Linked DNA regions of Zea mays: region 2 is linked to region 1. The links are chromatin contacts, called in public Hi-C maps. All regions are on one chromosome and are shown on one strand. Each heading gives the region's core, a stretch centred on a gene start, on an enhancer-like site or on the middle of the called end of the contact. The rest is flanking DNA. Distances are from core to core; before and after follow the strand shown. Region 1 holds the start of LOC100285712 (RING zinc finger protein-like). Region 2 holds the start of LOC100283986 (PRKR interacting protein 1).

The links. A called contact is a pair of places that touch in the nucleus more often than the background predicts.
Region 2: a contact with region 1 is called in a Hi-C map of ear, with 2.2 times the contacts expected there. The contact joins the promoter of LOC100283986 here to the promoter of LOC100285712 in region 1. A contact is called at or near these places in 7 of 25 Hi-C or Micro-C datasets (bundle sheath, ear, endosperm and 2 more).

What each region holds. Positions count from the first base shown.
Region 1 is chr9:129,737,544-129,741,488 of Zm-B73-REFERENCE-NAM-5.0, forward strand. LOC100285712 (RING zinc finger protein-like) reads right to left here and starts at 2,537. Exons shown (of 2, transcript NM_001158603.2): 1 at 2,379-2,537.
Region 2 is chr9:129,946,516-129,950,487 of Zm-B73-REFERENCE-NAM-5.0, forward strand. It overlaps LOC100283986 (PRKR interacting protein 1), which reads right to left and starts at 1,856. Exons shown (of 3, transcript NM_001156884.2): 1 at 1,461-1,856; 2 at 1-211. The coding sequence starts at 178. It overlaps LOC103639063 (probable WRKY transcription factor 4), which reads left to right. Exons shown (of 4, transcript XM_020544433.3): 4 at 2,449-2,880. The coding sequence ends at 2,452.

The DNA of each region.
Region 1 (3,945 bases), core at 1,287-3,786:
AAAGCAAAGACACAACAGAAAAAATTCTTTAGGAGATACGAATACCAAACATCCAAGTAGTCAGATATCAGCACAGAGTGACAATCATAAGGGTCATTTGAATCTATCGCTCACCTCGTGTTGCTAGGCAGGGAACAACTAGCCTACATGAGGAGAGGCTGATGCAAACATGTTAGGGGCACTAGTTGTTTGCTTCTTTTGTTTTGAAATCATAGAATGGATAACTGAAACAATTACTCAAAGCAATCTCTTCAGATATAACCAACCAACACATTGCTTGGCTAGGCTAGATAAACAACTGCTGGAACAAGCGAAGGAACTAAAAATAGCCAAGTTTCGCTGCTCAGCGCTTAGCAAGTTTTACTAAAATTAAAGCATGACTGCACAGGATACTCGACCAAACATAGTACAAAAGAAACATTGTGCTCTTTGCAGACATATTAACTTAATGAACAATGTAATGGTAATAATCAAACTATATAACACAACAGGCTAAGATATGGGGCCACGTTTTTTCTCATGCCATTTAAAGAAAACTGAACATAAGCAAGCGGAAAGCATTCAAACCACATACAAGAAGAAAATAGTTAAAGAAGTCTTAGCCTCTTGGTTAGCTTCAAATATGAGTTAGATACAGCTGAAAATAATGGTCTACTCCATAGGACAATATCACTTACCAGCTACCAGTGCATCCTTGTTACAAGACTTTTAGGAGTAAAAGAAAGATTGTGCAGTTGACTTAAACTCACCTAACTACTGCATAATTCACCTACAGCCAGATTGTATAGCTACACCAAAATCATTCAAAGGCAGCCCAAAAGGAACAGAGACCCAAGAAGTTCTCTAGAAAAACTGTGCATGCCAATGACATACCTTTATAAGGTAATACTGACAGTTTGTTTCAAACCTTCATTGCTGTTGGTTTTCACTTGAGTACTATAATTAAGAAACAACATTTCCAACATGTCAACAAAATTCGACATGTATAACAAAGGTACATCCATTTTGTGAACGAAAAGATTTCTATCCAACTAAAAATTCTTAAATAACAAGATATACATTAGGAAATTCTTCTAACAAGCCTATCATACATCATTCAACAATCCACTATTGCTACAGCCTATGCATTGCTTGAACTATTAGCAAGTGCTGATAAGTGGTTGACCTTGTAACAAATACAAAGAAATTATGAAGCTTATACACAAAACTGAGTTTTTTAAAAGTCTGCAGTGTAGTGTTGCGATGTTTCGTTTTTTCCAAAAAAAACCTCAAATTACAAAATGAAGTATGCTGTGAAATATATTGTGGTGTTTCATTTTTTTCCAAAAAAAAAACACCTCAACTTAAGTGATTCAGAAGAAGTTTGGTTCGACAGCTCCAGCATGGACATAGGTTTGTGGGGGGCCATGTGAGCAGAAAAAATATCTCTACGACAACTCGCACGATCAGATCAACAGGGGTGGCAGAGGCAACACCTGCACAATTAATATTATTGGACTCTCTCGATTTGGCGCATCTGTGAGGTTCGGTTTGTCTCTGACAGGTATGGTTCGCTTCCTCTAGTGTTTACGGTTCTATTTGCTCTTTCCATGATTCGATTTTCACCAACACTGAAGCTGCTCTCACCTTTTAGTGCATTGCAAGAGTTATGTGTCTAGAAAAGCCAAAAAAACATCTTATAATTTGGAATAGAGGGAGTACAGTATAAAAATAATAGCACCAATGGACATCTTATGCAAAAAAGGCTTGCTGGATGTCATCCATGCTCATTTGTGTAAATCACATTCTACCTCTGTAACTTCCTCCTTCCAATGCACAGGTAGCCTAACAACACCTGACCTGATCGTTGCAGCATTGGGCATGGGGCATAGGCCCCTAAATTTTTCTACATCATCTTATCTACAGAGCAAAACTTGATACACTCCAATTGGAAACAAATCTATCCAACGGTCCACAATCAGACTCCGCTCAGCAAGTCACCGGATGGAACAGACGAATCACATTTGGCGCACTAAGAATCAGACTACGCATGCACGCATGGAAGTTAAGAAAGGACACAAGGATCATATATACTTCATAAGGTCTGCTTCCAGGTTAGGAAGCACACACATCGCCGTGCCTAAACTGGACCTTTAATTTTGTTAACGGCTCAAGCAACAAGGAACGAGAAACGGGCAAATGGAGGCAGAAAGTTTGCCCGTTTCAGCGAGCCCCACGGCGCGGCGGCCCCGGACTTGGCGCCGGCGACAGCGCCGCTGCTTGCCGGGGAGGTGCTCGGCCCAATCTGCTCGTCTGAAGCAAAGCGGAGCAGGGGCGCAACCACTGTAGAGTAATCGCTCGAATCACAGAAAAGGGAGAGATCTCGGCGCGATACTCACCGGCGGCAGCGGTACGGAGGGAGGGAGGGGACGCTGCGACCGCCGTCGTCGCACCTTGGCTCGATAGGTGGAAACGAATTGGGGATCAGATGGTGTGGCCGCCTGGCAAATGGAAGGGGCTTGGCCGCCTTGGTTTGGAGGGTTGGGCGGACGCCATGTGGATGTCCACATATCTACCCTCACAGCCCGCGTGTATATGACGAAGGTACCTCGGTCCAAAGGAGAGTAGACCGCGTTTGGTTCGAAGGACTAAAGATTAGTCCCTATATTTTAGTCTAATTTAGGCTCTGTTTAGTTTCTTTAGTCACTAGACTAAATTTTAGTGACCAAAGTTTAGTCGCTAAAGTACCACGTTTGATTCCAATGACTAAACTGGACTAAAGAGCATTAATTGCTATGAATAATGACTGTTTTACTCTTATTAATTAATGAATATTTGCTATAAGAAGAAAGTGGAGAGGGCAAATAAGGTAAAAATATTATTTTAGCCCTTTTAGTCACCCCTTGGTGACTAAAGAACTAAAGTTTAGTCACTACACTTTAGTCACCATGTTTACTTATTTAGGGACTAAAAGTGACTAAACTTTAGTCACTAAACTTTAGTCACCCCAAACCAAACGGAGCCTTAGTTCCTAAATTACCAAACGGTAGGATTAAAATAGGGACTAAACTACTTTAGTCCCTAGTCCCTCAAGATGTGGCTAAAAGGGACTAAACCATATTAATTCCACATTTGTCCCTCATTTAGTTCAATTATACTAATAGCACGAGAATGTTAAAGACCATTTTAGTCTCCTTATGAGTCATTTAGTATATTTTTACTAATTTTAGTCACTAGAACCAAACATGCTAGGGACAACTTTAGTCCCCTAACTAAATTTTAGTCTCTAGACTAAAGAAACCGAACATGGCCTTAATCGGGTGTATTTCATATTGTGTTTGGTCTATCAAATCAAGTTTAGTCTATGTTACATAGTAAAATATTTAAATAATAATTGCGAGTATTAAATATAGTTTAATTATAAAACTAATTACGTAGATGGAGAATAAACAACGAGATGAATTTATTAAACATAATTAAGCTCATATCTAATATTCATAATTAATATTTAAATATTTGATTTCATACGAACTAAACTTTAGTCAGGAGAATCAAACACTCTCTTAAAATTTAGTTCATGTAATATGGGATGTTTGAGTGTCAATCATGAATACTTCCTCTATTTTAAATACAATTCGTTTGATTTTTTTTCAACCTCAACTTTGACAACCTCGTCTAATTAAAGAATCATGAAAAAATGAAGTCATATGTAAAGTATATTTGATAATAAACAAATCCACAATGACTTTTTGTTTTTTCACAAAATTTTTAATAAAATGAGTGGTCAAAGTTAGGATTGAAAAAGTCAAACAATTATAAATTAGGAGGGGTCTTAAATATAGTTTGATTATAAAACTAATTACATAGATAAAGACTAAACGACGAGATAAATTTATTAGGGGGTGCTTGGTTTCTAGCGACTAATCTTTAGTCCCTTCATTTTATTCTATTTTATTTCATAAAATT
Region 2 (3,972 bases), core at 606-3,105, 210 kb after region 1:
TGCGCCTGAGCTTCACCTCCAGGTCTTCCTCATCCTCTCGCAGTTTTACACCTCCTGATCTCTTACCTGCAGGATCTGCCACAACCAGCTCCTTCCCACTGTCACCACCAGAAGCCTTTCCTGGTGGTGCTATAGGGACTAGCTGCTGCATGTTGCTATCACTGTTGGGAGCTGACATTGTGGGATGCAACCCTGCTGTCTTTCAAGTTGCCTGCATATGAACAAATAATAATGGATATAAATGTTAGTGTTTATGGGCACATTCAGATTTCAGACTTCAAGTCATACCATGCTAACTTCAAGTTGCTATGGCAGTGGGAAGGAGCTAGTTCTAGCAGAAACTCATGTCATTTTCATCAATACAAGATACACAAACAAAACTATTAACCATGGTTAACCTAAATTTTGGTCTCTCAAGCACCTCTGAATAAAATCTACACCCATTCACATCATAACCCCGATAGCTGGTCACCATTTTGCAAAACCAAACAATATTTCAAGCAGCATATTATCAATAATTCTGCAATCACTAAAAAGTTCATAGTAGTAATGAAAGGTTACTTTGAGTACTCAGATTGCTACATTAATTTAATGTGAAATTAAGAGTATGCAGAAAAATTGCATCTGTGAACCAATCAAAGAAGTTAGGCCGATGCTACCAATGGCTATTCTTCCACCCATTCAACCTCAATTCATGAAGCAGATTGGGTTTGGCCTAGACAAACTAATTGCAATACCAATCAACCAGTGTTTTCTATCCAATCATTAGAGGGAGCCAGTCGACATCTACTCTCATGTGATGAGTGATTTCAAATAAACAGTAATTTAACACAGATATCAATCAAATTCTAGTACTAATAGCTACATATTTATGAAACAACCCAATACACAGACCATATGTTCGATGTACACAAGAAGGGAAATAAACAGCATCCAACTAGTTCACTGGACCAATGATATAAGACATAGTAACTGTAGTGAACAATCTAGCCAGTAACCACACAAAGGTTATGAGTAGAACATGGCGTAATTAGGCATTATAGATTTATAGTTTCCAAAACCACCGAACACAGGAACCGAATTGGCGAATTATATAAAGGGAAGAACAGAATGCACGTACTATATTATATATAACGAACCAGTCAGAACCAAATCCATTCCACTTCTACTAGTGTCCAAAAATATTGGTCAACTATAATTTCCTAAATGAAAATTTTATTCAAAATTCATTCCCTGAATAGACAGCAAATGTCTAAGAGTTGAACACATTCGTCACACAGCTCGTGCACTGAACACTTGCCTTCGTCTCCAAATTCATTTATCATGCAGATAAGGGCACGGAGCAAATCCTTGGGTATTCCCACTCCCGCATGAAAAAAGAATCCAACCTATAGGTTCTAAACTTCTAGTCTAGTTGCAAATTGCATCTGCATAAACAATGGAACAAGTGAACAACTCACCTTGTAAATCACTAATATAAATCCTCACTTCCTCTCTCGTCTATCCTCAGCTGCAGAACGCCAGAACCGTTGCGGAGTGCGGACCTCGTCACCTGGACTACTGGGCTGGACCTGGCCAGCTGTCCGCCGCCCACCGCGCCGCGCCGCCGCCCTTGCAGCCTAGCAGCAGAAGCGTGGAGGCGGAGGCGGAGGCCGCGCCCGTGGCCCGTGTTGCTGTGCAGCTTGCCTCGCACCGCCGCCCCCCGCCGCCTACGCTTAGGGACTTAGGGTTAGGGAGTTCGGCGTCGCACCGTCGCGGCTCTCCGGGAAACGGGGTCGCGAGTCGATTAGGATGTGTTTTGTTGGAGGTGAAAGACCGGGACGAGATCCAACCAAACACACCATGTGTCCGTGACTGAGGTTGCGTTTCGTTTTTTTTTGTTTAGTCCTTTTTCAAAAAAAATTATTTAGACCATTGGACGACTTATTTTCTAATTTTTTTTACTCCTTGCTCGTCGTCGTATCCTACAACGTCGAGATAACACAACTCAGTATGTCGTGCCTAGAACGCCGAGCAACCTGCTCAGTTGGCGCGGAGGGATGATGCGACGTCGACGTAGCCCTCTAGCTCGTCACCGAGTTAGGCGCCACAGATTTTGGCGCCGAGAAGGCCTATAAATCAGCCGTTTTTTGGTCGAGAGCTGCACCTAGCCATTTGAATCTTCTTCTATATCGTCCAGAGGTGCTCCAATCTTCGTATTCGAGTTAGAAAACTTTGTAGACCAAGGTATGATGTCTTACTAATTCGTTTGTTACGTATATTATGTTGTATGGTTTCGATTTATTAGTTTTGATTGTTGCTCATATTGCTATTCATTATGATTCCTAGGATACATGGTTTATATGGTGACTACAGTTTATTAGATAGTTTGTGAAATACTTGTATTTATAAGTTAAAATCATTTCTGCTATTTCTATATAGTTGTGTTAATATAAAATCATTTCTTAGATGAAAGACATATATCGGAAGTCATTGTAGCAGAAGAGAGGTCGTCCTCGAGAGTTATATCCGGATATATCTATTGGGGTCTTCATCTTTTGAAGGTCCTCAAAAAACACGTTTAACCATTGGTTATCAACATGTTGCCAAGTATTACATGAGCTTCGGCACCGGAACACCTTCAATGGAGGACGATAGAGGGGCGACGAAGCTAGCTTCGTCATAGCAACACAAGGAAACAATGCAAGGAGAAGGTGTCATCCTGAATGCTGAAAGCAAAAGACAATATTGCCCTTGTATTATTTTAAATCCTATGTGTAATCCTTATGGGTGTAAATGTAATTCATACGAAGTTGTATAGATGAACAGTGCCCTACATAAAGTACCTTTTTGGTGGGCTGGATAATTGTGTGTAATATCTTCCCTAGAAGACCTTCGTCCTAATTCACTCTGTAAAACCGAAGGTACGATTGTACATTCATTATATGAAAGGGGAGAAATGTGTCACACCCGGATCCAAAACCCGGGCGTGAGATAATCACCAAGTGTGATGGGATCAAGTCTCACACATATGATGACTCATGGTATAAAAACGAATGTTACATCATTTATATATAACGGAATTCTATACAAAATAAATAATTACATCATAAGGAGACAACGATCCAGCAACCCAAAGTTGACTGGGAGACGACGACATAGACCTCTCGCGAACTCATTGCAGCATCCTTCACGCGCCTCATCTTGCGGTACCTGTCCTTAACCTATGGGGGTGTGAGACAGCAAGGGTGAGCTCACGTACGTTCATCGCTCAACAAGTTGTGGGGAATAATGTGCATGAACTCGCAAAAGGTGGGAGCTCATGTGAAGTGTAAGGCTTACCAAAGAGGATAGTTAAAGCTGATCATTGCTTTTAAAGTTGGTCAAAATTTTATTAGCAATTACTAGGTATAAGTAGATACCAACTAAAAAAGTAATAGATCAAAATTGATAACAACACCCGCGATGCAATGCATATGACAAATTAAGTTTAATTCCATAAATTAATCATGTGAGGGTCCGAGCTGCTCATAACCATGAGCACGGCTGATATACCAGTTTTACACTCTGCAGAGGTTGCACATCTTTACCCACAAGTCGTGTTACCCATTTGCCACGGAGTTGATTAGACCCCATACACCTCTACCAAGTAAGCGAGACAGGGTACCACTACGAGGTCTTTATAAAGTTCCACTAGCTTCAGAAAACTCACTACAGTTTCTAAGAAGCCCCAATGCAGGGATCCCTCGTCTGACCGCCATCACAGCAAAATCAGCCCGAGAACCTCCCTACATCGACCACTCTCCTACTGCTCTTGCCCATTTCGGGTAAGGTAGTCCTCCACTAGCTTTCCTAATTAGTCAGTCAAGGGCGTCTCATACCACCCTTGTGGTAGCACTGTTTTCCCGGTTGGTCGCTCCATGTTCCAATTAACAATATGATCTTATCATGAACAATAATTAAACAACAACATAATTGGAACATGATCATAAT